Regions from separate parts of the Zea mays genome. Here region 2 is linked to region 1. Evidence: chromatin contacts called from public Hi-C data. All regions are on one chromosome and are shown on one strand. The core of a region is the stretch at or near the end of the contact, and the rest is flanking DNA. Distances in the headings are between cores, read along the strand shown. Region 1 holds the start of LOC100277129. Region 2 holds the start of LOC109943986.

What was found. A called contact is a pair of places that touch in the nucleus more often than the background predicts.
Region 2: a Hi-C map of tassel shows a contact between it and region 1, with 3 times the contacts expected there. The contact joins the promoter of LOC109943986 here to the promoter of LOC100277129 in region 1. A contact is called at or near these places in 6 of 25 Hi-C or Micro-C datasets (ear, endosperm, leaf and 2 more).

What each region holds. Positions count from the first base shown.
Region 1 is chr2:34,914,415-34,918,722 of Zm-B73-REFERENCE-NAM-5.0, reverse strand. It overlaps LOC100277129, which reads left to right and starts at 2,136. Exons shown (of 1, transcript NM_001150785.2): 1 at 2,136-3,034. The coding sequence starts at 2,216. The coding sequence ends at 2,698.
Region 2 is chr2:35,049,371-35,053,678 of Zm-B73-REFERENCE-NAM-5.0, reverse strand. LOC109943986 reads left to right here and starts at 2,127. Exons shown (of 3, transcript XM_020548246.3): 1 at 2,127-2,663; 2 at 2,935-3,432; 3 at 3,505-4,308. The coding sequence starts at 2,567. The coding sequence ends at 4,049.

The DNA.
Region 1 (4,308 bases), core at 887-3,386:
ATCATGTGAAAGTCTTTTTTATGAAAAATGTTTAATTTTATCTTTTTTAGATGATTTCTTTATATAAAAACACAAACAGTAACACAAACGGCAACTACAAAGCTACCCGCTATATACAGTATTACACAAAGGTTTCAGGGCTACAACCAAAGCAGAGGTTAGCTCGTGAGAATGGAGCACACGATCAGTGGCGTTCGTCACCCTCATCGCCGTGGCCGCTCTCGAGCGGTTTTTGCCGTCACCGACTCTGGTTGTACAGGACTACAGTCCAATATTGATTTGTGGTTTCCAAATACACCCTTCATCAGTACTTCACCATCCCGTATTCTACGTGTCGTCTACATACAATGGTTTGCTAAATCTTTCTAATACTGCGCAAGCCACGTTAGATCAACTACTACTCAGGATGGGAGGCGTGATCTCTTGCGTCCAAGTTCGAACTCCCTCCCTCTACTTCAAACTGGCGGGGCAACTATTTCTTCTTCATAAGAATAGAAACTACCTTAGTTGCTGGATCGTCTAGTTTTCTTTAAATTATAGTGCTATGTAAGTGGTTGCTCTTATATTCTCGTTGTTTACTTCAGTCTAATGTGTACTCTAGCTACCGGTCTATCCCCGGCCCATCTAGTATTTGGTTTGTTAGTGGATTCAAGAGACTATTGTTTTGTTTAGTTGCATGCTTGTACTTCCTATCCAAAATAATAAGTGAATCTTATCGCAGAAAAAAAACACAAGCAAGAGCAAAATTTTGACGACACGGCCCAGTTTTTCCAGATAGAAGTCGGCCCTGTATGGATGTTGTGAAAAGTGTACAGCCCATTGTAGTTTAGAGACCACCAGCAGGCAGCAGCAGCAGCCCCAGCCCATGTCACAAGGCAAAGCCAATCCCAGAACGGCTGCCCGCATACCATTCCAGCAAACAAGCATCATGGCTCTTGTCACGTTGGCCAGCCTTTTAGCCTGTCAGGATTGCGGATCCACTCTAGGCTACTGATGCAAACGTGCAGTGATCCCAAGGGACAAGGCCAAAGGGCAAACCTTGCAAACCTCCTCGGAAATGGAATTACCAGTGATCTTGCATCATTAAGAAAACTGTGTGTTGCTAGCTATAGACCAAATGGAATTACCATTGATCTTGCCAACGACAAACACAGCTTTGCAAAAAGATGAGCAATACAGCAATCCACTAATGCGCAAGGACAGGATGCACAAATAACAGATATGTAGCATCCCCCTAACTCTGAAGTCTTTCAATTTCATTCTTTAATGACCTATTACGTAATTAAAGAGCACATGCCATCTATTAACATTTGCCCCTCTAAACTTAGACCCCGTTCGTTTACTCTCTAGATTATATAATTTATCTTAAATACATTGAGAGATAAACAAATAACATTGATTATTAGGTAGATTATGTAATCTAGATACTAGATTATAATAATCCATAAATAGGTCAATAGTTGATTATAGAATTTATAAGCTGGATTATATAATCTTGAAAGGAACAAACAAGGCCTTAATTTCTGGCTTCGCCGTCCGGGGAATCAAAATCCAATTCATGGGCCTTTAAAGTTTCCCATCTGATCAAGGTATCAATAATTCATATTGACATGACGTGTCCAGTGATATAAAACGTCATCTTAAGAGGTTCACGAATTTGGATGTGAAATTTCAAAATCTTAGCTTTTAGTATATTCATTAGCTTATTTAAATATTTACAAAATAGAATTACTTAACTAGTTGTTACTTTGGTGGATCAAACAACACTTTAGTTGTAGGCTCGTTGAGTTCCAAACATTAAATTTTGAATTACTTTTTTTTTTCCTAAAAACTTACAATATCGAATATTTTTGGGATTCTAAAATAGGTTGGAGGGGGTAGTTGTAGTAGCCACGCGAGCCCCATGGAAATCTAGCACATTGGACCGTTTTCACTCTCTTTTTTCTAGCTCTAGCTTCTTGAGGTGTAATGGATTGATTTTGGTAAAAGAGCATGGTGGAGAGAAGCCGAGCAGCTGACAATTATTTTAGAATAGTTATGGTGGTAAATGAAAATGGAGCCATGAGAAGCTAGTTTGTTTTTTTTTTAACCTGAACTCCTAGTGTAAAATGAAATTTTGATTCGGCGTCGTTCCCATCAAAATCTGCACGGGATTCTGTTGTGCGAGTGATACTCGTGCAGAGTCTACTCCGCGGCTCCGCGCGGGCGCACGCAGATGGGCATCAGCCCCTCCAAGCGCGTGGACGCTGCGCTGCGCCGCGCGCCGTTGTTCGCCGCCGCCTGCGACGCCGCCTTCGACCGGTGCCTCGCCGACGCGCAGCGCCGCTTCCCGGGCGTCCGCCGGTACCAGCTCGCCGACGCCGCCGCACACCTTCACTCGGAGCTCAGCGCGTCCGTCCCGCTGGTCCGGCGCTGGGTGCCCTCGCCGCCGCCCCGCGTCCGAGTCGACGCCGCGCTCCGCGCCGCTGGGCTAGAGGACGAGGCAGAGCTCTCGCGACTCCAGTTCCGGGAGTTTGCCGTCGAGCTGTTCAGGGAGGCCGTGCTGGCCGGAGCTGCGGACCTCCTCCGCGCGCCCGCAGCCGCGGCCGGGATCGTCGGGATAGGCATGGTGGCTCGAGCCGCTCCCCCGGTGGTCGGGAGGATCGTCGCCGTCTGCGCCGCTAGCGTGGCCACCGCAGTTTACCTCAGCCTGGGCTAGGGTTTCCCCCCCAAATTCTAGTGATGATTAGAGAACCTATACAAACCACTTCCCACAGCTCTGCTGTGTTACGGTTGAACCTGGATTCAACGGCAGTTGTTGCAGTAATGCATTTTATGATCGGATTGAGCTCAAATGCCATTGAATCAGCTGTGCAATGTTTCACTGTCAAATCGCATTCCTGAAAGAACTAAAGGATTTGCTGCTGCATGAGATATTTGTATAGTTTATATTTGATCCATAAACTTACTACATTTTACCCTTTTTTCTCTGAATTGATTGTGCAAATGATGTACATGTGACGATATAACAGAAGAAAGTAGTTCCAACTTGCTTATCAAAGTAATTTGTAAAGAAAGTACTGCGTTTGCTTTCTTGCAGAATTGTTCTAGGCTCTTTTCAACCATCAGCTGAGCATTCTACAAGTGGAGTACTAATTTTTGGATTGTGTCTGTTATTGTAGCATTTAGTTTACTCAGCACCGTCTCCCATCAGATCAGGTCAACCACGCACTGTTCTTCATTGTTTTCTGTGAATCTGCTCTTACTACCATGTTTCCTTTCAGTACACCTAGAATTTTCAGTGCCTGTATAAGAAATATAGTTGGACCTTTTGTTCAGTTTGATCCTGTTTATAGGATTCAGAGAAACAGAAGGATAAAAGGCTGGGAACAGAGTTAGAGGTCAGTTGATTTCTTCTTTTTCCTTGGATTTGTTAAGTCAGGGTAGGAGGAATATATTATTTTTTTTTCTGGAAATCGAAGGAACGAAAACTTAGCTTCTGAATAGTAGCAGGAACTATGCTCTTTAGCCCAAAGCCAGGTGTTATTCATAAAGATAGCAGTTTGAAACAGAGGGAGTAGCACGTAGCTACCTGTACACTCTATTTTCAATCTCATCAACCTCGATGCTTAGATGTTACCTGTTTTTTTTTCATTTGGTTTCTCTGAAGTTGATCCTTATGCCGTATCTCGTTTGAGTATATATATCTGTAGTTCACAATGCTCACGTGTAATAATTGTCTCAGTGCCTTACTTCAATCTGTTGTTGTATATAGGATTCGGAGAAACAAGATAGAATAGGAGAAATAGAATGGGGCAGCAGTTCGGAGGTGAAATGGACACGCGAAAGTCTAGCCTTATCGGATTCTCCAATGGGTGAAGCCTGGACATTGCACACTTGGGTATAGCGCGTGTGTATTGGTATGTATGTAGGAATGTCCCCATGCCACATGTGTTCTGCCCTCTTCTTTCACTAACCGTAGATTTTTTATTTTCTTGTCGGCGCAAAGCAGAAACAAACAGCTTTTCAGCTTAGGGCTTGTTCGGTTGTACCGGAATAGGCCAGGATTCATTCCAGCTCATCAAAATCTATATAAATTAGAGAAGTAATCCGGCTAGGAATTAATCTGGGGCTCCAATCCGGAACAACCAAACAGGGCCTTAGCCGGAACGCTTTCTTCCAGAGAATGAGAGAAACCTAGATACTCCAGCTAGGCTACCACGCCCGGACGGACTCCCAATCGACTGACAGACAAATGGACCTGCTAGTAGTGGTCGCTGGACCTGAACCACATGGGCCGGGGGTAATTAAGAAAAGAAACCATGCACG
Region 2 (4,308 bases), core at 878-3,377, 130 kb before region 1:
TCATAAGACCTTGTTCGGTTATTCCTATTACACATGAGTTAGATGTAATTGTTAAAAATTATGAAAGATTTTAATTTATTTGGGATTTAATCTCACTCAACCTCACTCAATCTATATGGATTGAGAGCAAAACGAACAAACTCTAATAAAGTGTAGCCCAACCTACGACGGGGTGGAGGAAAGAATACCGAATAAATCGATATGACGAGGAATGTGTGTAATCGGTGTCATCCGCAATGATGGATAATTTTCAGTTTTTCACCTAAATTTACCAGGACGTATAAAACAAGAGTTTGTGAGGCACTATTAGGGCTAGTTTAGAAACTCAAATCCGTTTCGGGATTGAAGGTGATTGAAAAGCAAATTAGTTCATTCTCATATCAATCCCCTCCAATCTCAAAGGGGATTTGAGGTTCCCAAATTAGCCTTAGGACTGATTTGGTGATAAGGTGTCACAAGAGGAACCATAAGATTCCACCCCATGAATCCCCTTGTGATCCTTGGTCTGAAAGGGGGCAGAACGTCCCTACATCTAGTCATCGACGGCTTGCGCTACCGATACCATTGATGATTAAACTCGTAGTTTGGGTTACAAGTAGTCGGTGCTCCTATCGGGGTGGATTGGAGCTTATGAGCTGAGAGGTGGAGTCCTAACTAAGTCTTGGCTTGACGTGGCTCTAACCTACTGGTCCTTGTTGGTTCTCCTCCTCCTGTTCACCCTTGTGAGTTCGTCTCCGTCTGAAGGTGTCTAGTCATCTCCAAGTCGATCTCTTCTCTCTGTCTCAATTCACCGCCCTGTTCTGAGGTGACCCTCCCCCTTTTATAGGCCGGGAGAAGGGTCGGCAAGTGATGGATTCTCTAGGAAGGAGTCGTAAGGCAACGTTTTACCCTGGGTGAGTCCATCCGTACTCGTGGGGCCCAGGGGTGCCTGGTTGTCGCGTATTTTATGTAGCGGATGACGTGGGGGCGGCGATGGTCCAAGGCGTCATTATTTCGGCTACGTCGACCCCTGACTTTCGTAGCCTGGATCTAGGTGTAGCCCGTCATGTAGTGCCATGTGGGAGGTGTGCGCACTTAGGCCTAGCTCGATAGGCCATGAGTTCGTCGTAGACTGAGGGGCGCGTGGGCTGTTAATGCATCGCAGTTCGGGGGGGTCATGAGTGTTATGCGGCCCGAGGGGTTCATAGGTCATGAGTGGGAAGCGGACCGTGCCCACGCTGTCACTCGGTGCCAGGCCTGATTAATGCGGCCAGTCATTTATGGCGGGCCAGTCCGAGGCCGGGTGCGAGATCCACTCGAGTAGTTCCTTTCCGACACACCTGTCCTCCCTTGTCAGGCTCCACCATGCACGGTCCCAAGCTCGGTGTCGCGGGGTATCGACCGAGAACGAGTCCTTCCAGGGTTGGCACATCTATCTCTTCGGATTGACTAACGGGTCCCAGTGATTAGGGGCTCTTTCCTTAGCGCGCTCATTAACATGTGGGTCCTAGGGTCCGGGGGTCATTCCCCCGACACAGATCCATATATATATGGAGTACAATTGATAGTGCGCTTCACCGATCGAACCAATCAAATTATTTATCAATGTCTTACTTTCTTGCTCTAGGAGCAGCAGTAATTAGTCTTTTTTATCTACGTCTTTACCTCTCTGTGACTCTACGTCGTCTTGAGACGTCTTGAGTGTCCTACCGACTATAAAGCAAACCTTATAATCGCTCCTCCCTGACGGGATTATTTCGAGAAGACGAGATCTAGGTGTTGTAGACGACCGCCGCCGTTGCCTTCGTGCACGCGTGGGCCATCAGACCCTAGGGACGGATCGTCCAACTCTACCGTGCACTCTTGCTGCACGATCACAGACCGTCTAGCCCCGTAATATGACCGTCTGTCACCACAGAGAGACCATCAAACAGAACAAACCCTAATGTTTGGTCCCGATTCGGGTCCAACATAATCATTCCGTTTTCTCTGACTCTTTAAAGCTGTGATTAGTTTCGCTACCGTAGGAGCGAACTTGAGGTTGGGAGCGCAAATAACTGGCGGTGCGTCGAGCACTAGCTCTGCAGTCTGCACTTGCCCGGCGCCTTGGTACTACCCCCGACCCCGAGCTCTGAAATGGGCCATAAACAACTCCGTGATTCTGGACGGCCATGTGAGAGCACGCGGGCGTACCAAGCACGCCGTCCCCAGTCACCACCCGGCCGAGGAGAGGAGGTCGAACGGCCATTCCTTACCCACACCGCGCTTCAGGTGTCAGGAGTCAGGACCCGCCGGTGATGCGCTGCTAACCACCTCGTTCGTGGAAGCGCCCGCGGATCCGGCGCACGTTTCGCTCTGTCGGCCTGACGAGGACGCGCCTCGGCCAGGCCAACATCGCTGCCATGATTGGGTGTTCCAACGACGAGACAGAGTTCTCTACGCCACACGTCCCCCTATAAGTGCAAGCTTGAAAATAGCTATCGACACGAACTCAGTGTGCTCATAGGTTCCTGACGTACGTATCTCAGTTGCGTTCGAGCGTTGTGGACTTGTGGTGGTTTCCTTCCTGCGCCGGAGAAGGTAGACGATGGGAAGGGGAAGCGATGCAGTGCCGGACGCCCGTCGAGCTGCGCTGCTCTTGATCGTCTGCTTGGCGGCTCGAGCGGCTTCTGCGATCCAGGATGGTAAGAGGTGGCAACTGTGCTGTGTTTCGTGAACTCTCTCCACGCCGTAAACAACTAGTTCGTAGCTTATGTTTGATTTTTCTTTCGAGCTATACTTTTATTGTCAAACTGAAATTGGGGGCCGGGGATCATCTCCTGCAGTCCGATCCATTTCTAACGATGCTAGTTCAGAATTCAGATTAGGCGCGTGGCCTACTGGCGTCTCATTGCCAAGGTGTTTGCTAAGCTGAAATGTCAGTTCTAACTGCGCGGTTCAATGGTTCATGCTCAGGCCTGTTGCCGAACGGCAACTTCGAGGAGGCGCCGCCCAAGTCGCAGCTCAACGGCACGAGGGTGATGGGGCGCAACGCGATACCGCACTGGGAGATCTCCGGGTACGTGGAGTACATCGGGTCGGGCCAGAAGCAGGGCGACATGCTGCTGCCGGTGCCGGAGGGCGCGTACGCCGTGCGGCTGGGGAACGAGGCATCCATCCAGCAGCGCCTCGCCGTGACGCCGGGCGCGCGCTACTCCATCACCTTCAGCGCGGCGCGCACCTGCGCCCAGGCCGAGCAGCTCAACGTGACGGTCGCCCCCGAGTCGGACGTACTCCCGATCCAGACGGTCTACACCAGCAGCGGGTGGGACTCCTACTCCTGGGCCTTCCAGGCCGCGGGCAGCGTCGTGACCCTGATCGTCCACAACCCCGGCGTCGCCGAGGACGCAGCCTGCGGCCCCCTCATCGATCTGTTTGCCATTAAGACCATGCCGACTCCTCGGAGCAGCAAGAGTGAGATTTCTCTCTAGCACCTTCCGAACCGAAGCCACGAGACGCTGAAGGAATGGCTAAATTTTCCTGCAGATAATATGCTGAAGAACGGGGACTTCGAGGACGGTCCGTACATCTTCCCCAACACGCAGTGGGGGGTGCTGGTGCCGCCGATGGACGAGGACGACTACTCCCCGCTGGCCCCGTGGATGGTCCTGTCGTCCACCAAGTCGGTGAAGTACGTGGACGCGCCGCACCACGCCGTGCCGCACGGCGCCCGCGCCGTGGAGCTGGTGTCCGGCATGGAGACAGCGCTGGTGCAGAACGTGGCCACCGTTCCCGGACAGCTCTACAGGCTCCAGTTCTCGGCCGGGGACGCCGGCAACGGCTGCGTGGGCTCCATGACCGTCCAGGCGTACGCCGCGCGGGGCAGCGTGAAGGTGCCGTACCAGTCCCAGGGCAAGGGCGGCCACACGCGCGGCGTGCTGGACTTCGCGGCGGTCGCGGACCAGACCAGGGTGGTGTTCGTCAGCATGGGCTACATCATGAAGCCCGACGGCACGCTCTGCGGACCCGTCGTCGACGACGTCTCGCTTGTCTCCACGCGGAACCATCCTGCTCGCCGCTTGCTTCTGTGATGCTACCGACAAGATTCGTTCATGGGTTAATGTGAATGGCTGTGAGTGTGCTCGAACTCGAATGCTCGGGCTTCATTTAACCAGATCTGGGTAGATTCCACGGCCATCACATGTATTTGCATCGCTGTTTTGTCTTTCTTGGCCAAATGTACTTGCTTCGTTGTAGTTGTATAGACTATGTATGCTTCGACGGGTGTCCATCAGACCGTGTTTACTGGTACATTGGTGTTTGATTGCCTTCGTCCGTAATCGATCACAC